7 separate regions of the Mus musculus genome follow, and regions 1, 2, 3, 4, 5 and 6 are each linked to region 7. Evidence: chromatin contacts called from public Hi-C, HiCAR-type, HiChIP or PLAC-seq and promoter capture Hi-C data. All regions are on one chromosome and are shown on one strand. The core of a region is the stretch at or near the end of the contact, and the rest is flanking DNA. Distances in the headings are between cores, read along the strand shown. Region 1 has its middle 4.5 kb from the start of Gm40741. Region 2 holds the start of Scyl2 (SCY1-like 2 (S. cerevisiae)). Region 3 holds the start of Cdk17 (cyclin-dependent kinase 17). Region 4 holds the start of Nedd1 (neural precursor cell expressed, developmentally down-regulated gene 1). Region 5 overlaps Cfap54 (cilia and flagella associated protein 54). Region 6 holds the start of Uhrf1bp1l (UHRF1 (ICBP90) binding protein 1-like). Region 7 holds the start of Tmpo (thymopoietin).

Region 1 (2,856 bases), core at 201-2,700, 2.0 Mb after region 7:
CAGATCTAGTTGTCAGTCTGTCCTCTTTGTTTCTCTTCAAATTTTGCCGATTCCAGCCCTAGAATGGGATGAAACAAAGGCGAAAAGAAGGAGCTGGTAGAAAAGCATCTCAACTGGCTGTCAAGAAAGCATCTCAGTGGGCTAGCCGTTTTGTTTGCTCCATCTTCAGAGTGTAGGCTCTTCTGGCATCAGGCATCTACAAAAGGTGACTGTGTGCTGCATCTATACGCAAAAAGTATCAATTTTCTCAAATATATCTCTGTTATTAAAGGCAGTCTGTGGCAACCTGTCTCCCAATAGCTGAGTCTTGTGTCATTCTTTTCTGTGAAGTCACAGAATGAAGCAGCTTCTTGAGCATTATTTTGGCCTCATGCCTTTCAAATGGTACTCCAGCTCCTGATTCAGACGTGAGAGCAAGCTGGCTGAGACATCTATCACTACTTGGTTCATCAGCACTGATCTACCTGCCTATGGGGAGGGATATACATCTCCCACCATTCCATGCGGTCTGCTTCCCTCAAAACTGCACACATAGGAAAGCTGACAAGAAAACTTGGAAGGAGCCCATGGTTCCTGGCACACTTGTCTATGGAAAGAGGAGACTAAGAGGGGATGTGGGCCTGATATAAGAATTAGGGAACTCTATCAACAAATGGTCAAGTGCTGTAGGGGTGGCAACAGAAGTAGATGTCAAGAGGGTACAAAGAAAAACAGGGCTAATGTGGTGCTGTGGAAGCCAAGGGATGGGAAAGTTTCAAAAACAAACAAACAAACAAATAAACAAAACCCAGAGAGACAATAACAAAATATAGCATAAGAAATAATGCCAGAGCCAGGTGGTAGTGAGGCAGAATCAGGTAGATCTCTGAGTCCAAGGCCAGCCTGGTCTACAGAGTGAGTTCCAAGACACGCAGGGCTACACAGAGAAACCCTGTCTCAGAAAAGAAGGAGAAAGAGGATGAGGAGGAGAGAAGGAGAAGAGAATAACAATGGCAGGTTATTCAAACTTAAAAGGGTAACTAACACATTTAACACATGCTACACAATGGATGAGCCCACAATGGATGACATCACACTGAGCCACAGAAGTCAGCCTTAAGAGAATGAGTGCCATATGATTTCTTTACATAAAGTATCTAGAATACCAACCCTATGGTGACAATAGAGTCGTGGTTCCCAGGGTTGGGTGAGGAAAAGCTCATTAGGAAGTCAGTGCTTAAAGGGTGTAGGGTTTCAGTTTTGTTGTGAATAGGTAGTGGTGATGGAGGCATAGCAACATTGTGAATGGTCTTACTGCCACCTAACTGGACACTTACAGTGATTGTGGTGGCAAACTCTGTGTTACACATATTTTTACCACAGTTATTGTAAAGACAGGTCCATAGAGTCCGATGCTGCTAAAAGCTCAGGTTCAGGGAGGGGTGGAAATAGCCCTTGTGGTTAGTGTCATGGAAACCTCTGGTGATGAGAGTGAGGATTTGCCTACATTCCTGATGACCCCATTATTCCCGTGTAAGAAGTCAAGCATACTTTCTGGCTTACAATTTACTTACAGTGAATGTTGAGTCATGGCTGATTCAGGCCATGGTCAGCTCCCATGATGAACCTCTTCCTCCTGTCCCTGCCCTCACTGATTCATCTCATTCTCCTGGTTCTGTCTTTGGCACACACACACACACACACACACACACACACACACACACACACACATACACACACACATTTCATCATTTTTCTGACTAAAGCTGAAGAGGACGGCGAGGTCCTGCATCTTCAAGTACTGTGTGAGTAAGCCTCCAGTTAGCTGGCCAATATCTTTCCCTTGCTTCCAGTTAGTGAACACTCTTCCTCCCAGGGTCTTTCCCCAGATTAACTTCATTTGACTCCCAAAAATTCTACCACTTCTTTCACCCCCATTATCCACTAAATTTCATTTAAGGAAGAGTAAAATGCCATTTTAAATTTATTTGATGGTTACTAGGAGGTTAACACTCTGTAAGCATTTATTTTCCCATGTCATACACTTGGTAGAACCCGTGTTAGCACAGTGGCTGCTGTGATCATTACCGAAGATAGAGTCCCTACCCCGTAACCCAACGAGGCAGAGTTTAGCCAGCCTTAGACATGGAAGTGTATGACTTGGGGCGAAAAAACAAAACAAAACAACAACAAAACAAAAACAACTCAACATGGATGGGGCTGGAGAGATGGCTTAGCAGTTAAGAGCACTCATACTCTTCCAGAAGTCTTGAGTTCAATTCCCAGCAACCACTAGGTGATTTACAACCATCTGTAATGGAATCTGATGCTGAAGAGGTCAGCTCAAGACCTTTGGAAAATTCCACCAGGCAACCCTCCTTGAAGAGAAAGATGGTGGAGCTTGTAGGCACCCTCTCCCCTCCAGAAAGAAAAGGCTGATTACATTCCTCAGAAAGACCACAGAGGAGATAGACTGTATGTCTGAAGACAGCTATAGTGTTCTCATATATATAAAGTAATAATTCTTTAAAAAAATGGCTAAGAAAAAAAATATCTCTTTCCACAGGATCATTTACAGCTATTTTGGGAATGAGTATGTCAGTCCATTTCAGTCAAAACTCAACCCCCTGCTGATTAATTAAGTATAGTGCGTACGCATACATTCACCACCCTAACAATGTCATAGAAGTTGTATATCCTCAAAGCCTAACTGTTACAACAGAACCCTGAAGCACTTGCTGGCTCCGCTCCCACGTGGATTCTATGATCCACTATGAGTGGGTTACCATGTCTGGAAAGATGGCAAAGTGGTTAAGAGAGGTGTCCTCTTACTTTTGACTGAGTTTCATTCCCAGCCACCAACACTCTCCCTCCATG
Region 2 (3,050 bases), core at 23-2,522, 1.5 Mb before region 7:
ATGATCTTCACATGTGCGTAGGTATATCTGAACAGAATAAAGCTCTATGTGTTCAGTTAGGCTCCTTTCCTTTGCATAACCACAATCCCCTTCTCCTCCAACCTTTATTAAGGAGGGGAAAGCCTTCAAAGTCGAAAAAGAATCTTCCAAGCAAACACCAGAACTGCTTGGGTTTTGTAATGGCTGACTGACTTACAGCATCTTTGTTAAATTGCTTTCTCTGAACAGAGGCGCACGACTCAGAAAACTTAAATACGGCGTTTCAAAGTGTCATCACACAATCCCTGGTTTTGATGTGCAAAGAAAAACCTCTAGCTGATAATTTACAATCAAAATCACTTTAAGGAGCTGGTCTGGAGTCTCTTCAATCCTGTTGAGAAAGGGAAACACTGTGTGTCCTTAATTACTGATCACAGGTAACGCGTCCATGCGAATCCCAAGAAGTTTCTGCAAGCTTTATCTGTCTAAACCTTTTTCTGTAGCTTAAACAGGCGCACTGGAGCCCCCATGGGGATTTCTTTCTCTCAAACCTTATCTGCCCCACCCACCTCACACACACAATAACCGTCCAGTCCAGAAAGACAACTACCATCAGAGAAAGGCGTCCGAAGTGCAGGGCCTTAGCCGGTGACCCCAGCTATCGGAACCAAGTATCAGAAACGAGGGGGGCTGTCTCAGCAGTCCCGGAGCACTGTCCAATTTCCCAAAAGGATACGGAGATCTCCACGGCGGAAACCCGAGCTCCTGCGCCAGCTCTGGGGACTCTCCCAGCAGCAGAATGACCCAGGCAGCGGGGCTCCCGTCGCCCGAAGGCCTCGCCCAGAGTCACCGGCCTCTGAGATCCGCTCCCTCCCGCTTCTCGCTACCTGGATCCGGCTTCCCGGGCCACCCACCGCCAGCCCGCCCGACCCGGCCCGTCACTAGGCAACAGTAGCAGCCGGGAGGCCCGGGGAGACCCGTAGCCCGCAAGCTGGCCGCAGACCCAGGTCGCCCGGTGCCCGAGACAGGTCACTCACCTCGCAGCCGGCTACCTGGAGGGGCGGTGCTGGGGCCGGTCCCCCGCCGGCTCCCTCAATGCCTCCGGGCTGTGACTGCTCGGGCCGCGCTCCTGGCCGCCACCGAACGCTTACTCCATCTCCTCCGTCACCCCCGAGTCCGCAGAACCCCGAGATCGAGGAGTAAAGGGGGAAGGGAGGGAAGGGACTAGGGAAGAAGAGCACGGTAGGGGGAAGAGCACCGAAAGACCTGCCCGCTCCTGCATGACGTCACTTCCGGGCGGTTCGGAAGGGTAAGGCTTGGCTTCCCTCCGCCCTCCCCGAGGCGGAGTGAGGCGGGGCTCCCGGGGCGGGGGTGGAGCCAGCCCGGGCCTCTGCTGACAGCCGTACCTGTGACTCTGATCACTAGTCTTCGCGGGCAAGACCAGCTTTCCGGGGCCCCAGGCTAGGAAGCCCGAGTTTCTGGAACCATAGAAGGGGATTCTCCAAGATAATGAGGACAGGTAACCAAATGTATATTGGAGATGACTGACAGTGACTTGATGGCTGGACACTGCAGCTCTGGTTGTGAGGCCCCTCCCCTTTTCTGTTTCCCAGGCCACCTGCCCTTGCTGGTCTAGTGACTGATTACATAGGACTCAGCTTTCTCTGACTTTCTGCTAAGTGACCTTAGAACCTAGAAAAGCCGTGCTTCTCACACAGGGCCGTGTTAAAGTGCAGATTCTGCTGCACAAGTAGGATCGGATGCTCTGCGTTTCTAAGACATTCTCAGATAACCCCGGTGCCACAGTTCCACAATTAGAGCAACAAAGATTATTTATCTTACGTGCTTAATGAAAGAAGTAAATTGTTCTGAAAAATATACCTAGGTGAAACTGGGCACAGCCTCTGTCTCCCTGCTATCCATCCAAGTAACCCGTACATAGTAGTAGGACTACTACCACCCTAACTAACCCTAACCCTGCCTCTCCTGTCTCTGCTCTGTCCCTGGTTCAGGTTAAAATGTCTTAAGATGGGTAATAGGGTAGATTCTATTACAAGAAGAATTGGAGGAGGGGGAGGAAGAGAAGAGGGAAGAGGATTATGGGGTGTGTGTGTATGTGTGTGTACATGTTTGTGTGGTGTGTTTACATGTTTGTGTAGGTACAGCTGTATGTACACACGCCAGAAAAGCTCGAGGCTAGAGGTTAGCCTTAGGAGTTGTTCCTGGGGAGCTGTCCATGTTTTTGAGACAAGGTCTCTAAATAGAACCTGGTGCTTTGCCTTTCTCTTATCTCTTCAGCTGTGAAATTAGGAGCACCCACCACCAAGCCTGGCTTTTTAATGTATGTTCAGGAGATCCAACTTAGATCTGCATGCTTAGAAAGTTATCATCTCACTAGCTGAGCCTTCTCTTTCCAGCCCCAGAAGGGTGGACTTTTATTTCTGTCCTTTTGCCAAGAGCATCTTATAAGTTATGTGTTGGTAATGTTACTTCTAGTTCTTCGTGGTCAAGAAAGGAAAGGCTTAGATTCTTGTATTCTGCACACAAAACATCTAGAAATCATGTTCTCTATATTTCAACTTTTTCTTTCTTACATGCTTTAATTTCATATTTTACTGGGGTAGGAGGAACTAGTTTATCTCTACTAAACATGAGTCTCTTTTTTGGAGTGATAAAATGGCCTGGGGTTAGATGATAGCAGTGATTGTACAAGGTTGCCAACGCACCAAGAAACACTGAATTAAACATTTTGACAGAATCCTAGTGAGCAAACCTAATCCTTTGCAGACCATGTGAGAATAGCTATCACAGGATATTTGAACACACTGTGAACCTCTGAGATTGTGTTACTTGCTGAAAAGGAAAAAGAAAAAGAAAGAAAGAAAAAGAAAAAAAGAAAAACCTGTTTCTAGTTGTGGTATGGCTCAGTCCTAGCACATACCTTTAATCCAAGAGCTTTCTGTTTATTGTAAACAGGATTACATTAAGTCATCGGTAGGTCAAGAGGCAGAGCAAGCTTTAAGTGAGGTAGGCAGGAGGTGTAAGCGAACTTTCCTCTTCACATACAGCAC
Region 3 (3,248 bases), core at 457-2,956, 2.0 Mb after region 7:
GAATTTCAGATGCAGAAACTCAGGGTGCAATTATGTAGATTCCCTTTTTTACTATTTTGAATATTTACTAAGAGAACAACAACAACAACACCCCCACACAATTGCTTTTGAATATAAGGCAAGCATGTGAAAATGTTTGGTATAAAAGTAGGTCATGTGTAACATATATTTTTCTTTAACTTACAAAGAACTCTGAAATGATGCTAGCTCCTAACATATTATAAAATTGCCTGAATTAGACATATATTAAAAAAATCATTAACTGCTGTTCAAAAGTACACACTCATTCTTGAAGGGAAGTATAAATATGGACATTTTTATAGGGTAAACAAGTGTTGAAGTCTTTGTAGAGGATAATTATTGTTAACCTATAGTTCTGGTAATTTTGGAGACACAGGAGAACTCCGGTTGATATATATGAACCTTATGAGCTGTAGAAAACACATCCAGCTGTGTCCGACAAAGTTCTAGACAGAAGGGCAGGAAGTATCTTCAAGGAAAGGCGCATCAATCAGAAAAGATACGATTCAGAAGTCCTTAGTAGATAATGAGATTTAAAATATATCGTGCACTTCCTGGTGATAAGAACAGAAAAACAAAACATAACAACAACAACAACAAAAAACCCCAACCTTCACCCTACTGGCCTTTTATACCGTTAACCTTTTCTTGGTTAGGGTGTCCACATCCGGACCCTACTGTCTTCTTTCAGTTCTCTCAGTATTTTCCTCTGCCACTTAAGTCTGCTTTTACTTTAAGCTTCTATCCCTACTTGTGGAAAGAAATGGGCCAGGATCACTTTAGTTTGTCTACACATTCAGTTGTTCCTAACTGGGGAAGAAGAAAGTAAAAAGATTTACAGAAACTGGGCCAACCTCTTTGGCCTGCCTCCTTCAAGCAACAGAATCTAACTCACTGCAACAGTATCTCTTTCTGGGTCCTATAACTTAGCATTGACTCTTTCACAACACAGTTTTATTGTAACCATTTTAGTTCCCCCCTCCACCCTCCCCCCCCAGCCTAGAGCCAACAGTGTAATAACATTTAAAAACACTGTGGTTGAAATCAAAGCTTTGTGCGTGGGTGATTACTGCACTGGCCACGCATATCCAGTCACAGAACAGAAGAAAATTGCAGCAATCGACCGAGGTATTTCTTTGTGGGTCATCTGAAGCACTGTACTGAGGCAGGCATCCTGTGTACAGTAGCGCCTGGAATACTTCAAGCAGAGTTTTATTGTTGCGAGGGGACAGTGAGGGGCTGATTTGTGGCGATCGGTTCCTCACCAATCGCGATGGTCAGACACTGTTCAGCGTTCTGTCCACGGACAGGGTCTCCCTTGCTCTCCAGCCGCGTTTGAAGCCACGCTTGAAGTTTCCTGGGAATACCCCCCAGCCCCGCCCAGACCACGCCCCAGTCATAAGCCCCACCCCCAGGCAAGGCTCCGCCCCGCATGCCGCCGTCGCCGCCACCGCCGGCAGGGGTCGCGCTGCCCCAGGCGAGCCGTGCAGGCGGGGGTGGGGAAGCTCCCGCAGCCGGTCGCTTTTCTCCGCCGCCGCTGGTTGGATCGTTTCAATAAAAGTCTTTTTTTTTTTTTTTTCCTTTTTTCTTTTCTTTTTTTTTTTCTAACCCCCGCTCTCGCTCGCTCCGGGGAACAGGCGGAGGCGTCAAGCCGCAGCCTCCGAGCGAGAGAAAGCAACGCGCACTCAGACGAACGAGAGCGGCGGCTGCGGTCTACCCAGCGCCCGGCAGTCCGGCAGCCCGCGCCCCGCCGCCTCGCTCCGCCCCGGCTCGGTGGCCGGGAGTACTGGGCCGTCCGCGAGGCTCCGCGGCCCGGGAGCCATGTTGAGCGGGGGGCTCTGCCACGCGTGAGGCGGCCGGCGGCCCTCGCGGAGCGGAAGGCGCGAGGTTGGGGGGTGGGGGGAGGCCTGAGCCTGAGGCGCCTCGGCGCGTCCGCCACCACCGGACCTGCATCCGCTCGCTCGCTCTGCGCGCCCGCCGGTCCGGAGCCCGCGGTCCCCGCACTTGCTGGTGAGTTGGCAGCGGGGCTGGGCAGGGATCGTGACGCCTGTCAGCGGGCGGCTCGAGTGGGGATCTTGTCGGTCGCATGTCCACGCGCGGCGTGGGCTGCGGGAGTGCGGAGCTGGTTGGGGGACCTGGGGGGAGGGGCTCCATGCGCCGCCGCTGAGAGTTCGCAGCCGATCGAGGCTTCCTGGGGAGGCTGCTGGCCCCGTGGGGCGCCGGGAGGGGAAGAGGCGGAAAGTCCCCCCGAGACACAAAGGTCCCCGGGGCCGGGGTGGAGGCGCGGGCGCGGGGCGGCGGGAGTGGGCGAGGACGCGGCGCTGCGGGCTCCTTGGAGACGCGGGAGGCTGCGCGCGGGTGGGTGGGCAGCTCCGCGGGGGAGGAGCCCTCTCGTGGGGGAGCGGGTCGACACAAAGCTCCGGGCAGCCCTCTTGCTGGCGGGTCACACCCCTGAGTGTCGCTCCAACCGGAGGCGGAGGGACTGTGGGAAACCCAGAGAACCCGGGAAGAGGGGGTTGTGTGTGTGTGTGTTCCACCGTTGTCTTAGCCGCAGTTGCTTTTCTCGGTGTTTTTGTCCGGTTGCTTCTGCTCCCCATCTCAGCTGGGTGGCCCCAGTTTTCTTCCCCACATCACCCCCACGCTGCCACCTCGCCGTCCCCTGTGGTTCCCCACTCATTCTCTCCCCTACTTTTCACCCACTCCTTCTGGGGTAAGCGGTATTTTGCCTTCAGCTAGGGGAACGTTTGCTAATGACAGGATGCCTGACTTGGTCTGACCCTGAACTGCCTTGAACTCTTCTCTTTTTTTTTTTTTTCCTCCCACCCTTTCCTTTCTGGGATCTTCTGTGTCACATGGCCATTAACAATTAGCTTTTCTTCTTCAAAAATGGCAAAAGCCTTTAGCTGAAATCCGTGGCGCCTTTCCCTTATGTTAATGTGGCCATCGAAGACGACGCATCAGTGGCCCTGTTTTATCGCCTCCTGAGCCAAATTGATTCTCTAGACACAAGTCACAAATTTTGTTTTGCGTCTTGGCCATTCCTTGGGCCAGCAAAGTGTATTTCTGGTAGCAGAGCTTCTGTCACGTCACAGGCAATGCTTGACTAAGGGAGACAGCTCTTGCCTCCCAACTTTGCTGTTTGTTTTTTCCTAATCCTTTGTTGGGTTTCTTTTTAACTGCATTTGTGCAAGACTATCAAAGTAATGGATTTGAGTGACTTGGAAATT
Region 4 (3,250 bases), core at 57-2,556, 1.6 Mb after region 7:
TTTTATAGGTCAACACAGTTTCATTGATACTTGAAGTCTAATAAAAAGTGGTTACTTTTTTTTTTTTTTTTTTGGTTTTTTGAGACAGGATTTCTCTGTATAGTCCTGCCTGTCCTGGAACTCACTCTGTAGACCAGGCTGGCCTTGAACTCAGAAATCCGCCTGCCTCTGCCTCCCGAGTGCTGGGATTAAAGGTGTGCGCCACCACGCCCTACTTTTTTTTTTTTTTTTTTTTTTTAAGGGATGCTACGGCAGCTACAACACACTGAATTGATTCCATCTGGTGACATAGGGGGCTGAATTTAACCAAGGTTAAAGGCCAACAGTGGTCAAAGACACGCCCCCACATCATCAACAAAAGCATCATACATATCTGGGTTCCAGAGGACAAACTAAAAAGCATAAGGCAGAAATCATTGAGTCTCAAGAGGAAAAATAAATAAATAAATAAAGTTTATGGAAAGGATTAAAACAGTTATTTGTTGTGCATATTTTTGGATACAGTAGTGTGTGGGGTGGTTCTGAGTTAGAAGGGACCCCTAGTAGGTGAGGCTAAAAACTTGCAGAGTCACCTGTTGAATTGTAGACAATGTTTCTATTTGGTGACTAAAACACTTACTCAATGCCCCTTGTTCCCCGGCCCATGGAAAAACACAGGGTAGAAAAGTTGAACTCTGAAGAACAGTAAACAGCTGCAAGCTGCTGCTACCCTAACCCCACACAAGGAGCCTACTGTGCAGTGTGGTGCAATGAGTGGATCAAGGCTCTTCAGAAGAGTTAAGCGACCCACACAGCTTCAGTGAGGCTGACTTCACGGAGACCTCTCACAGTCCCTTCGCTTGGCTTCTGGGCTCTGACATCAGTCCCCGGGAGAGGATCCCGGGAAAGAAGAGCGACAGCGACCAACTGCACTCTCTGCTCAAGAAGAGTTCTCGGGAGTTGCACCCCTAGCCCAGGGCGCCTGCGCTCAGCAGCTACGGGCGAGCCAGACCCGGGAGTCGGGGTGGACGAGCCGCTCGGGGCAGCTTGGCCCTTAAATCCGGGGCCCGCGACCCGGTCCTGTCCTGTCCTGTCCTGCCCGGTCCCCGGCCACTTTCCAGCGCGCGCGCGCGCCCGCTGCCGCCCAACGCAGGACCGAAGAGGCTGACCTCGGGGGTCCCCGGCCCAAGGCCACCGCGCTCACAGAGCCTCCCTGTCAGGCGGAACCTCACCTCTCAAGCGTGGGGCCACAGGGGAGGCCCAGCTCCACCCGTTCCTCGCTGCGCTTCCGGCTCCCGCCTGGACTGTTAAACTTGGGCGGCCGGAAGTCCCGCCTCGCATGACGTCACGGGAAAGGCGGTGCCCCGAGCGCTCAGCCCGCGGGGGTGCTGGGTGGCCTCCCACCCTGGGGCGGTGCAGAGGAAGATATCCTAGCCTGTAGCTACTGCTCCTTTATCACTCATTTGTTTGCTGGCTACTGTGTGCCAGGCGCTGAGTTAGGCTGTGGGTGTGCACTTACTGTGTTTAGCTTGAAGGGACAAGAGGTCAGTCAACACGCAGGTTCCCTAGCCTGCTGGAGATTACAGTCTAGTTAGGAAGTTAATATTAACACTTCTGTAGGGAAAGGGAAGGCAAGAATAAAATGCCAGGCAGTGGCGGTGCACACCTTTAATCCCAGCACTAGGGAGGCAGAAGCAGGCAGACTGCTGAGTTCTAAGCCAGCCTGGTCTACAGAGTGAGTTCCGGGACAGCCAGGGACTACACAGAGAACCTCTGTCTTGAACAAAACAAAACAGAAGAATAAAAGATGGGGAATTCACGGGCAACTCTCAGTTCCCACAAAAAAAGGTGTCACAGTTATCACAAAGAAGAACGCTCATAATAAAGGCAATTAACATGGTTGGTTTAGGAGAGGATTACTTGAGAGGAAGCCAAGAAAAGCTGCAGGTTAAACATCTAACTTCAAAGGGGTGTGGTGGTACAAGCCTTTAATCCTAGCACTCAGGAGGCAAAGGCAATGGGATCTCTGTGAGTTCAAATCCATCCTGGTCTACTGAACGAGTTCCAGGACGGTTATACAAAGAAACTCAGTTTCAAAGAGGGGAGGGAATGGAGAGGAAATTGTGGCAGGAGTGGGAGAAGGAAAGGAGGGGAAGAGAAAGGAAGGGGTGGGAGGGAAAAGGAGGAAAGCAGAGGAGAGGAACATCTAACCCAAAACGAACCCTAACCCTGAGAACAAACCCAGTAGTGACTTCAGCCTCTGAGCTAGCCATCTTCACATCCGCAGCTTCACATGCTGCTGTTCAGGTACATGAACACCAACTCAGTGGTTTTTTGGTTTTTTTGTTTTTGAAGGAAATGTATTTCATGGTAGAAAGGGGCCAATGAACTGAGTTTTCCCAACATTCCTGCTAAAAGATTGCTCTGTTGAGAGTTCTTACTTCCATCACTGATAGCATGTTCCTATGGAAAGTGTTGCTCCTTTGTCCCAGGTGCACACCGGATGTGTTTCTCAACTGGATACATAATGTCCCAGTTATCTGAACCCATATCAAAAACAACTGGAAACCTAAGAAGTGCCAATCCCCACCTCCCCTAGGAGAAAAAGAAGTCTCTCCAGCTTCTGGAAGCTGGTGAGGAACAACCATAAAATGAAGACGGGGAGCAAGCAGTATATGCCTTGTGTAATCTGCAGCTGCTTTTGGTGTTATTAGCTGATTTTTTTTCCTGGAATTTGGCCTAAAATGCTGAGATCTAAGTAGGGAGAACTGGAACACATGAAGAAAAGAATGCTTGAAGCAGAAAACACAACTCTCTAACACTGAAACCAGCAAGAAAGCTTAAGACTGGATTATGTGGTGGGGGGAAAAGGTAGACACTAAGACTATTCCTGCATTAAAAGTGAGATGTTTCATAACAATAAAAGTAAATAAACTGGGCACAATAGCTCACTCTAGTAATCCCAACACCCAGGAAACTGGGGCAGAAGTATTGGTATGAGTTTAATGCAAGACATTAACTGAAAACAAAAGTTGTTTTGTTTTGTTTTGTTTTGTTTTGTTTTTTGTTTTGTTTTGTTTTGTTTTTAGCAAGGGCTCTTACAGGAACAGAACTGACGATATTTATAGAAAATCTTATTTGAGTGGCTTATAGGCTGCACTGGCTAGTTTTGTGTCAACTTGACACAGGCTGGAGTTATCACAGAGAAAGGAGCTTCAGTTGGGGAAGTGCCTCCACGAGATCCAGCTGTAAGGCATTTTCTCAATTAGTG
Region 5 (3,198 bases), core at 253-2,752, 1.9 Mb after region 7:
AAAAAAAAAAGGCTATATTATCAGCTATCAGCTATCACTCCACTCCACAGAAATAGAGCTTGGAAGTCACTTATTTCCCCCCAAACCCTGCGTTTTCAATTGTGTGAGAACCATGGCACATGCATGTGGAGCTAAGACTTCCTTTAATTTAGGAAGAGGAAGTGGGATCCAACTAGCTCTGTGGGTGAAAAGGTCCCAGAAAGAAAGGCACCTTAGACAGAAACTTCTGGATGGCTGATGGCGATTAGAATTGCCAGGACCGAGGAGAGGTTGATATTGCAGGTCCAGAGTCTAATTACAATTTATCTTGGGCTACCGTTTAGCCCCTTTAAAGCATCTCTTGCCTGCCTCTGTGTTTGATCCTCGTGACTTGACTGCCAGGTAAAATCACTTGGAATATGTTAACTTTGGAGACCTCCCAGAACTGCCACCAACCAAAAGGTTAAATATGTCATCAGAGAGTTATCTGAGGCTTGCACAGATTTCCCACTTTGCTGTGACCTGCCGGCCTCATGTTTCTACCAATTTATTTGAAAGGTGTCCTCGTGTAAGACTAAAAAGTCATAAATGACTATACAGGCTTCGTGAAACTGTTAACCATATTGGACAAGTGATTTGGGGAAACCTGAATCTGTACCCCTAGGCCATGGCCACTCACATTTGGCTTCAGAAAAAAAATGATCTCTTTATCTTACCTGGGGTAAGTGTTGTATTTTTGCATTGATGGTCTTTTAAAATGGAAGCATTTCTGTGCCTTCTCTATTTCAGTGGTTCTCGGCCTTCCTAATGCCACTGCAACCCTCTATAACACAGTTCCTCATGCTGTAGTTACTCCCAACCATAAAATTATTTCATTGCTACCTCATAACTTTAAGTTAGCTACTGTTTTGAATTGTGACAATTATCTCTGATATGCAAGATGCAAGACAGCTGATATGTGACAAGCCCAGGGGTCGGGACCCATAGGTTGAGAAACCATGCTCTATTGGGTAATTTTTGCCTCCCAATACATAGATTAAAGTCTAAGAAATAGACACAGAGGAAGAAAATCAAGCTGGGAAACTGAAAAAATTTGAGAAGGCACTCACTCACACCGCCCATGCCTGGCCTAAAATTCCCGTGCATAAATTAACTCCTTGTCCAACACTGTATAGAACTTGCTATATTTGGGCTTAGGCCAGTGATATGGGGTTAAACTCACAAGTTCACAAACTGAAAGCCCAGCCTTGGCAGGGTCTTATCAAGCCAAGCCCAGGTCCATGACCTTCAAAGACGTAGACCCTGACACAGAACTCACACCATGGTACATGCTCAGTTTCTGGTATAATACTGAGCGGGGGGAAACGGCATATATGCCACAGTTGCTAGACTCACAGTAAAGCAAAAATATTCAGAAAACTAGAAGTCATTAAAACAGGACACTGAACAGCCAGGCCGTTGGCCTGAGGGGCTGACAGGGCAAGGCCACAGGCCTAGGGAAAAACAACAGGAAATAGTGTCTGGGCTCCTTTGTGTAAGTTAGGAACATGGTGACTCAGCACTTCCTGCTGTAGGTCCACCACACCCTCTGCTGAGCTGAGCTGCCCTCCCATCCCAGGCTCCCTTTGGTCCCTGAAGGAACCACCTGGAGACTTTCAAATACAAAATAAAAGGGCAGGCTTTGTAGTTGTTATGGCTGTTACTATACCTCAGTACAGTTTTACTTATTTGCATATTGTTTCCAATATTAAAAAAAAAATTAAACCCTTTAGACTAGGAAGGCTATCAACCCAAATACTAAGTAGCCAAAGGAGTTTGTTTCTAGCTGGCTCTCTGTCTGTTTTGTAACCACTTACTTTTATTTGACAGAGGCTGTCTCCAACCTTCAGGAGCTTCTCGTTGTAATAGTTGGACGGCAGCCTGGGAGCATATTTGGTCCAGATATTAAACAGCGTGGTGGCACTGTAAGAGTCATGAAGTGAAAAGACATCTTCAGAATGAGCAGGCAGTGTCAATTAATTCGTGGGCAACCCCTTTCTCACCTGCCTTGTGCTGAGTCTTTCTCATATTCCTTATTGTTAACGTCTAAGGATCAACAAACATTAGTATATCTAGTGTGTGCCCACCGTTGACTGGAGCCCCTTTTTATATGTGTTTAAAAAAAACCTCCTTTTGAGAACAGCTTTTAACTTCACAGTGAAGAAAATCCAGAGATGTTCCTCCATCTCCATCCCCAGGCATAAGCAAGCTGTGTGTCCTCTATGGGTATCCACCCTTCTGGGGTTCTTCGTCTCAAGAGAGATCTTCGAGGTGGACTCGGAAGGAAGTCCAAGGACCATTTTACTAAAGGAAGGAACGTAGTGCAGGCTAGATAAAGAGCCCGGAAGCAGCCAGGAGATGGAGCAAAAGTCATGCCTTTTAAGTTAGGCATGGGATAGAAAGAGACAGATGATTACTAAAGGAGAAAACACTCCCGAGAAAGAAGTGAGCCAGTAAGCCAAGGAGAGAGCCATATGGTATATGTTCTGTTATAGCTCTCTCCTCTCTCTGCTTTGCATTTCATTTGTTCCACGCATGCTCAGTTCCTCAGGTTGTGTCAGGATCTCCAGTGTTCCTCGGCAGACTGACTTCTTTCTTATGTTACCCTTTTTTTTTTTTTTTAATGTATGAGTGTTTTTGCCTTGCATGCATGTATTTGCAGTACCCTGGAAGACCAGAAGAGGGCATCAGATGACCTGTAGCCATCTACAGGTGGTTGTGAGGCACCAGTGGGGGCAGGGAACTGAACCCAAGAGCAGGAAGTTCTCTTCACCACTGAGCCATTTCTCCAGCCCCCTCCCTGGTTTATCTTGATGTAGCTTTTGTTTCGGTTCCTACTTTTTTTTTTTTTTTACTGTATCTTGTAACAACTGATGAGGCAACCCTAGCACATCACGTATTGACAAAGTCCAGGGTTTCTGGCAGGGTTCACTCTTGGTGATGTACTTTTGATGAGCTTCAGACACATGTATAATGATACATATCAGCACTGCTTCAAGATACAATGTTTCACTGTCCTGAAATTCCTCTGGGCTCCACCTACACATTTCTCCCTTGTTCCCTAATCACTGATCTTTTTACTGTCGCCATAACTTTCCTCTTACAGAATGCCACATAGTATGTAATCTTTTCAGACTGCCTTCTTTCTTTTGGGAGTATGTATCACATTCCTCTATGTCT
Region 6 (3,179 bases), core at 455-2,954, 1.4 Mb before region 7:
TCAACTGAAGAAAAGGGTTGGGCCGGGGGATAAGGGATGTTATCTTACTGAATCAGAGACTGGGGACAAGGGATGTTATCTTACTGAAGCTCAGAGACGGAGAGGAGCAGGGTTCTGGGCAGAGACTGGGAATGAGTCACCCAGCTAGGGACAAGACCTGGCTGGCTGCAGGCGGCCTTCGCTAGTCTAGTAAGGCTCTGAAGTACAACCCATCACTGTCATGCCAGCTTCCAAGTAGGAGTCAGTCCCAAGACAGGCATTTTTATGAGTTGTTATGGATCCTATGTCCAAGTAATAAAATCTTGGCTTTGTAGTTATTTTTATTTTTTTATTTTTTCAAGAGAAGGTGTTGCTAAGTAGATCATGGTGACCTCAGACTTGTAGCACTCCTCCTGCCTCTGTCCCCGAAGGGCTGACATTACAGACCCATGTGTCACTACACCCAGCTTGGTTCCCTTCAAACAGCTCAGATTGCTTTCATCCTTGCACAGTATTTGTGTTAGCAGATTCTTGTTACCCTGGCATGCTTCAAGCATTGTGAACTCTAATGCTGCTTCTTCCCACCTCAAATGGCTACACTGTCTCTCTCTCCCACCTGTTTATGAAATATTTTAGTGATTTATATCTTTTTCAAAACCTGCTTCTACAACAGGTGGCCAGACAATATGGCCCAGACACACCAACAGTACCTACTAGGGCCCCTACCAAACCATCCCTAAGGGCAGACACTATATTTTAAAGATGATTAAAAGTGAGGTTAACGGCTGAGAGAGCTGGCTTAGCAGACAATACACTTGCCATTCAATCATCAGGACTTGAACTTGAGTCTCCAGAATTCACATGAAGCCAGAAGTCTGTAATCCCAGCACTCTTTAGGCAATATGGGAGAGGCAACAAGAGACCAACAAGAGGATCCTAGGAACCAGGTAACCTGGAGTACACAAGTAGCTGTTGAGGAAGAGATAGAAGAAAGTGAGGCACTACACCCAGGGCTGTTCTCTGACGTCCCCTTGTGTGACCAAAGTCACATTCATACATGAAGTGAAACTAAAGCTGAAAACAATCTTTCCAAGTTAACATAGCTAGAAAATATTAGAACCAGGACTTCATTTTGGGCATTCCATTTCAAAATTTCTACTAAGTGTGTCTATGTGTGTGTGTGTCCAGAGGATAACTTTCAAGGGCAGTTCTTTCCTTCATGGTGGTTTGGTCATCAAGTTCAGATCATCAAGCTTGCTTGACAAGTACTCTTGCTGGCTGAGAGCCATCTCACTGGCTCTAGACTTTCTAACTTCTAGGTCTTTAGGTATATTCGGTTAAATATGACATGCTGTCAATTTTACTTCCTTTAAGGTTAGACCAACGAATGGAAACATTAAATTACAGCCGTTAGTCTAAGGGAAGGATCTTGGTAAAAGAAACTGAGATTAAAAAGCTGAAATGGCCAAAAGAATAACATAAACAGAGCTACTTGTAGAGCAGAAAGTTGAGTTCGGAGGAAATGAAGAAGCAAGACTAGGATGTCAGCGAGAGAGGCACAGACAAGATGAAAGGGATGAAGAAAAGATGAAAGCCCAAGTACCAACTAGGAAAGGGCAGCGGAGGACCTAGTGGGAGTCCGAAGTAGGCAGGGCTGAAGATTCCCGGAACTCCCACAGGTCCCGCCCACCTCGAGCTCGCTCCGCCCCCCCGACTCCTCTCCCCGCCCCCGGTCTCTTAGGTGATGCTGCAGCCAAGATGGCGCTGGCGGCGGCCGCGGCGGCCTGAGCGTCATGCTTCGGGCTCTCGGCGGCGGCTGCGGCGGCTGTGGCCTCGGCCAGGCCCTCGAGTCTCTTCTGAGAGTGATCTCTCCGGCGCTTCTCCTCCGGGCCGGTGAGGCGGGACCGAAAGAAGACTGCCGCGAAGTGAGGAGGCTGTGAGGAGCGACAAGAGAGCGGCGCTCCAGCCCGGCGGGCACCATGGCTGGGATCATCAAGAAACAGATCCTGAAGCACCTCTCCAGGTCAGCGAGCGCTCGGGGCCGGTCCCGTCCGCTGGCCGCCGGTTCTCGGGTCCAGGTCGCAGGTTCGGGCTCTGCCGGTGCCGCTGGCGCCCCCGACCGGCCTCCGGAGTCACGCGGAGGGCGGCGGGGCTCGGCGGGCCGGGGTCTCCTCCTCCGCCGGGGGCCGCTCCTGCGCCGAGGCTGGTGACGTCCCCGGCGTCACTCAGGTGCTGGGTGGATGGGGTTGGGCTGGGACCCGGTCCGGCTCGGAAGCTCCCGGGGCTCGGAGCCGAGCGGCTCCGTTAGCCGAGGACTGGGGTGTGTGTGTGCCAGTGAAACGTTAACCTTGGGATTGTTCTCGGTGCCCCCTACCTGGCGTCCCCGCTCCGCTGCACGGGAGGGTGTGCTTGTTTGCACAGTTCGGATTTGTTTTAGGGGAAATTAAGCAGGACTTCTCCGCTTCGGCCAGTTCTCCGTGGAAGTCGTTTTCAGTCCCGCATCGCGTTCGTTCTTGCTGCAGAGTTTTCCGATTTTGTTCCGCGACCCTTGAGTTCAGGGAGTTAACGTCCCTGGTGTTTAAACCCCAGACGTGTCACTCTTTCCATTTCATAACACAGTTTTAGTCAGAAACATGACTCAGTAAACTGGCAGTTTGTTACTGCTCTTGGCTTCTCCATATTTGTCTCAAGAAACAGGCTAAATGTAGGACCCTGTTCCAAGTTGGTGACAGAGAATTAAAAGCTCTTGGTTAGGATCTCTTTCTCTCCTCTGTTATTTGTAAGTTAATGAATGCTTTTAACTGATTAAAGGAACGTTCTCAGGTTTAATGATAGACTTGTATAGTAAACATGTCTTCATTTTCTGGATATGTGTGTGTGTGTGTGTAATACATATATATATATTACAGTTGAGAACATATTGAACAAAACAATACTATGATTCAGCAGATATTTTCCTGACATTATATCTTTATATTGAATAAAATTTAATACACACAGTATGTATACATAAAGTATCAAACTATAGCAAAGTTTGTGACCGTGTGTTTGGTTCTTAGTATCACTAATTAGAGAGAGAGAGAGAGAGTGAGTGTGTGTGTGTGTGTGTGTGTGTGTGTATTTAAACAGGTTAAGTAGCTCAGGCTGTCCTGAAAATAAATCTCAGGCTACCCTCAAGTTCAGTGTCATCCTGCCTCACC
Region 7 (2,998 bases), core at 486-2,985:
TAAGGGTAAAAGTTTTCTCAACTAAATCCACACATGCGTTTGATGTAACTTTCACTCTTGTTCGAGCAGTCAGGAAACAACCCACTTTTTTTTTTAAATTATCGCAAGACACTCTAAACTTTCGAAGAAGCAAACAGCTTGAGGTGTAGTTCCCGGCTAGTACATACAAAAAAGAGGCTTTGAGTTCAATTCCCAGCACCAAAACGAGAGGCAAACCGCGATACCAGTCAAAACATTCACATGCTTCTCGAAGATTTAAAACACTCCAAATCAACACTCATAACTAATTTTTAATGACTTGAATTCTGTTAACTAAATATAAACCTACAAAATACTATTTAAAACGTACCCCCAAAAAGCCAGCAACCAAAAAAAAAAAAAAAAAGGCAAAATGATACACACCGGCAGGAACGCATCTTACATCTCACTGGCCTGAGGCATTCAAATTCAAATACTGATACATCAGTATGTCATAAACTTTTCTTTTTGCTTCCGGATCTTTACTTCCTCCAGCAAAAATCTTACAACGATAAAACAAAACGCTCACTAGCTGGGATTCTCCAGGATGTCTACGGGAACAAACTTTTCCAAATGCAACGTACTTAAAACGTCCCGTTTACAGTACAGCAAACCCACTTAAGGCGGGGCCTGATGACTGGAAGAATATGACACGCGAGGAAACAAAACGGTTCAAAAAGCCCTCCATCTGTTTAAAAAAAAAAAAAAGTCAACAACATAAAAAGGCGGGAATGCCTTTATTTAAAAAAAAAAAAAAAAAAGGCCAGAAATGACTATGTCGCAAACTGCCCTCCAGGGAGCGCTCTGACACTGTTGCGAGTCACTTCGGCGCTAAAGCGGGAAAACGCTACAACTTCACCTCGCGCGCCGGGGGCCAAGCCTGTCGGGCTTTAGAAAACGGCTCGGAAGGCCGCGTCTACACCCACTCCGGACCGTGCACCCGGCCCGAGCAGCCAAGCAGCACAGCCGGGGCGGCTCGCACCGAGGACTCCCCTCTCCGCGCCTTCCCCGGCGGCCTCGCGATCGGGGCGCCGCCGCGGGCACGGGGAACCCCGCGAGGGGGCCAGCCCCGCCGCCGAGCACGCGCCGCGGCCGCCAAACGCCCGTCTCCGCGGCCCCGGGGGGGTTCGCCTTACCCTGCCGACGGCGCCGCGGCCGCGACCCACGGAGGCCCCGGAGCCGAGCACCGGCGTGGGCTCGCGCTCCTCGTCGCTCGAGAAGTCGGGCGGCCCTTTGCTGTTGGCTCCCGCGGCGAGCGGCGGCCGGTTGCGCGCCGTGAGGTGCTGCAGGTAGAGCTGCACGTACACGTCCTTGCGCTGCTCGCCGGCCGGGAGCGTCACGTTGTTGGCGACCAACTCGCTCTTCAACTTGTCTTTGGTCAGGACCGAAGGGTCCTCTAGGAACTCCGGCATCTCGTCCCCCTCCTTCTCTCCTCCCCGGCCCCTCACAGTCGCCGCCGCCGCTGCTCACGCCGGCGCGCTCGCTCGCTGGTCCCGGGGGCTGCGCCCGCCGCCTCGGGAGATCCCTGCCCCGGAGCGGCGCCGCGGGCACGGCACAGAACTCGGGACACAAAACCCAGGTCCGGCCCCCGCCACAAAAAGCCCCTGGCGCACGACTGGGGAGCAAGTGCAGCCGAACCCGGAGCCCGCAGCGAGCCGAGCCCATACACAAGCTAGTGCGTGGGGTGGGGTGGGGGGAGCCTGGCTCGCGCACGCCCCAAGAACGCGCGCCGCCATTGGCGGGCGCCCGGAGGAAGCGCGCCACCCATTGGCTGGGCGGCTCGCGCGGGTTCCAGCCGCCGCGGCGCAGGGCGAGAGGTGCAGAAACGCAGTTTAAAAGGCGCTCGGGCGGGAGCTCGGGCGCGGGGCCCGCTGTTTCCTCGGCTCTCCGCCCTTCCCCTCGGACGCTGATAAGGGATGGGCGGTACTGGGTTTGCACGCTGTTTCCCTCTCTCCTGGCCCCCTGCACCGGAGAAGCCTCGTCCCGGCCTCGATCGCCTTCGGACGGGCGGAGTTCTGCGCCAGCTCTCTTGAGGACCCTTTGCCCGGGCCTGGCTCCTTCCCGGGACACCGAGCCCCCCTGAAGAATGGCGGCCGACTGGCCTTGCCCCCTCCGAGTGCTGGCCCTGGAGGGGAAGCGTGAAAACCAGACAGGCTGTGGTGCGGGATGCGCAGGAAGTCAAATCCCCTCGGTTCGCAAACGCTTCTTTTGTCTGGAATCTAGGGAAAGCCAGACTTCCACAGCTGAAGGTTTCCATACAGCTTTAGTTTGTTACAAAATTGCATTTTTAAGTCTCCCTTTGCCTTCTTTTACCAAACCCTTTGGTTTCCATAGTTCTTGGGGCTTAAAACAAATGCCTTCTTTGTATTTTTAAGCCGTCTAGGTTAAGACCCCCACCCCAAGCACCAAGGATTTCCCCTAACTTCATCAAACCTAATGTTTGGTAATGGAACAAGATGAAACGCAACATTTAGAAAGTCTCTAGTATTCAACTTTATGTGCCTGTAGTGGTGCATACTAATTTTTTAATTTTAGAGGGAGCCAGGAACCCTGTAAAACTCATGCTGCTGATTCAAGTTAGCGTCTCAAATGTGCCACAGTTCTGTTTTCTGGAACACAATACTGACCAGAAATGTTTCCTATTAACAAATTACATATATGGGCGAACATGATCAGAGTTAAATTTATGTAAAAAGTCCGCAATAAGATGTGTAGTTAATAAACGCTAATGAGCCGGGCGTTGGTGGCGCACGTCTTTAATCCCACCACTTGGGAGGCAGAGGCAGGTGGATTTCTGAGTTCGAGGCTAGCCTGGTCTACAGAGTGAGTTCCAGGACAGCCAGGGCTACACAGAGAAACCCTGTCTCGAAAACAAAAAAAAAAAAAAAACAAAAACAAAAATAAAAAGCGAATGAAAGCATGTATAGTGTTTCAATGTATCTAGGGTTTTGAACAATGTGAATGTCTACACAGGAAATGG

The links. Promoter capture Hi-C pulls out the DNA fragments that hold promoters and counts their contacts. A called contact is a pair of places that touch in the nucleus more often than the background predicts. HiCAR-type assays count read pairs that join an accessible place to other places. HiChIP or PLAC-seq counts read pairs in DNA pulled down with a chosen protein or histone mark. Capture Hi-C pulls out chosen DNA fragments and counts their contacts.
Region 1: a contact with region 7 is called in a FOXA1 HiChIP or PLAC-seq map of pancreatic cancer cells. The contact joins the enhancer-like site here to the promoter of Tmpo in region 7. A contact is called at or near these places in 3 of 39 promoter capture datasets (hippocampal neurons, liver and pre-B cells) and 2 of 115 datasets of contacts at active chromatin or transcription factors (forebrain and pancreatic cancer cells).
Region 2: an H3K4me3 HiChIP or PLAC-seq map of stem cell-derived neural progenitor cells shows a contact between it and region 7, with 6 times the contacts expected there. The contact joins the promoter of Scyl2 here to the promoter of Tmpo in region 7. A contact is called at or near these places in 8 of 39 promoter capture datasets (the 3T3-L1 cell line, embryonic stem cells, erythroid cells and 4 more), 2 of 484 Hi-C or Micro-C datasets (B cells and pre-B cells), 3 of 115 datasets of contacts at active chromatin or transcription factors (embryonic stem cells, pro-B cells and stem cell-derived neural progenitor cells) and 1 of 9 other capture datasets (liver).
Region 3: a contact with region 7 is called in a HiCAR-type map of astrocytes, with 9 times the contacts expected there. The contact joins the promoter of Cdk17 here to the promoter of Tmpo in region 7. A contact is called at or near these places in 16 of 39 promoter capture datasets (the 3T3-L1 cell line, 3T3-L1-derived adipocytes, the C10 cell line and 11 more), 2 of 15 datasets of contacts at CTCF or cohesin (embryonic stem cells and large pre-B cells), 11 of 484 Hi-C or Micro-C datasets (CD8 T cells, the G1E-ER4 cell line, Th1 cells and 5 more), 25 of 115 datasets of contacts at active chromatin or transcription factors (the 230-238 cell line, the NIH/3T3 cell line, Th17 cells and 18 more) and 2 of 9 other capture datasets (adipose tissue and liver).
Region 4: a promoter capture Hi-C map of liver shows a contact between it and region 7, with 2.9 times the contacts expected there. The contact joins the promoter of Nedd1 here to the promoter of Tmpo in region 7. A contact is called at or near these places in 11 of 39 promoter capture datasets (the 3T3-L1 cell line, 3T3-L1-derived adipocytes, the C10 cell line and 6 more), 1 of 484 Hi-C or Micro-C datasets (B cells), 8 of 115 datasets of contacts at active chromatin or transcription factors (the NIH/3T3 cell line, astrocytes, bone marrow-derived macrophages and 5 more) and 2 of 9 other capture datasets (embryonic stem cells and liver).
Region 5: a contact with region 7 is called in a promoter capture Hi-C map of liver, with 6 times the contacts expected there. The contact joins the enhancer-like site here to the promoter of Tmpo in region 7. A contact is called at or near these places in 5 of 39 promoter capture datasets (the 3T3-L1 cell line, hippocampal neurons, liver and 1 more), 1 of 484 Hi-C or Micro-C datasets (the G1E-ER4 cell line), 8 of 115 datasets of contacts at active chromatin or transcription factors (T-cell acute lymphoblastic leukemia, embryonic forebrain, embryonic stem cells and 4 more) and 2 of 9 other capture datasets (adipose tissue and liver).
Region 6: a contact with region 7 is called in a Hi-C map of muscle stem cells, with 5 times the contacts expected there. The contact joins the promoter of Uhrf1bp1l here to the promoter of Tmpo in region 7. A contact is called at or near these places in 9 of 39 promoter capture datasets (the 3T3-L1 cell line, the C10 cell line, embryonic stem cells and 5 more), 9 of 484 Hi-C or Micro-C datasets (B cells, CD4 T cells, the G1E-ER4 cell line and 5 more), 15 of 115 datasets of contacts at active chromatin or transcription factors (the NIH/3T3 cell line, astrocytes, bone marrow-derived dendritic cells and 12 more) and 1 of 9 other capture datasets (adipose tissue).

What each region holds. Positions count from the first base shown.
Region 1 is chr10:93,137,306-93,140,161 of GRCm38.p6, forward strand. No RefSeq gene overlaps it. Among named protein-coding and RNA genes, the nearest start is that of Gm40741, 4.5 kb to the right of the region's middle. Within about 2 kb of position 1,451, at least 55 of the 459 cell types and tissues checked have an H3K27ac peak or open chromatin away from gene starts, as enhancers often do. A contact at or near this core is called in pancreatic cancer cells, where this site is marked.
Region 2 is chr10:89,685,022-89,688,071 of GRCm38.p6, forward strand. It overlaps Scyl2 (SCY1-like 2 (S. cerevisiae)), which reads right to left and starts at 1,273. Exons shown (of 18, transcript NM_198021.3): 1 at 1,017-1,273. It overlaps 1500026H17Rik (RIKEN cDNA 1500026H17 gene), which reads left to right and starts at 1,342. Exons shown (of 3, transcript NR_130956.1): 1 at 1,342-1,498.
Region 3 is chr10:93,159,170-93,162,417 of GRCm38.p6, forward strand. Cdk17 (cyclin-dependent kinase 17) reads left to right here and starts at 1,707. Exons shown (of 17, transcript NM_146239.2): 1 at 1,707-2,031.
Region 4 is chr10:92,721,112-92,724,361 of GRCm38.p6, forward strand. It overlaps Nedd1 (neural precursor cell expressed, developmentally down-regulated gene 1), which reads right to left and starts at 1,307. Exons shown (of 15, transcript NM_008682.2): 1 at 1,212-1,307.
Region 5 is chr10:93,067,994-93,071,191 of GRCm38.p6, forward strand. Cfap54 (cilia and flagella associated protein 54) reads right to left here. Exons shown (of 68, transcript NM_001347060.2): 2 at 1,836-1,941. Among named protein-coding and RNA genes, the nearest start is that of Gm40739, 5.2 kb to the right of the region's middle. Within about 2 kb of position 1,503, at least 190 of the 459 cell types and tissues checked have an H3K27ac peak or open chromatin away from gene starts, as enhancers often do. A contact at or near this core is called in the G1E-ER4 cell line, T-cell acute lymphoblastic leukemia, adipose tissue and 5 more, where this site is marked.
Region 6 is chr10:89,743,287-89,746,465 of GRCm38.p6, forward strand. It overlaps Uhrf1bp1l (UHRF1 (ICBP90) binding protein 1-like), which reads left to right and starts at 1,705. Exons shown (of 21, transcript NM_029166.2): 1 at 1,705-2,002. The coding sequence starts at 1,959.
Region 7 is chr10:91,169,884-91,172,881 of GRCm38.p6, forward strand. Tmpo (thymopoietin) reads right to left here and starts at 1,736. Exons shown (of 4, transcript NM_011605.3): 1 at 1,155-1,736. The coding sequence starts at 1,430.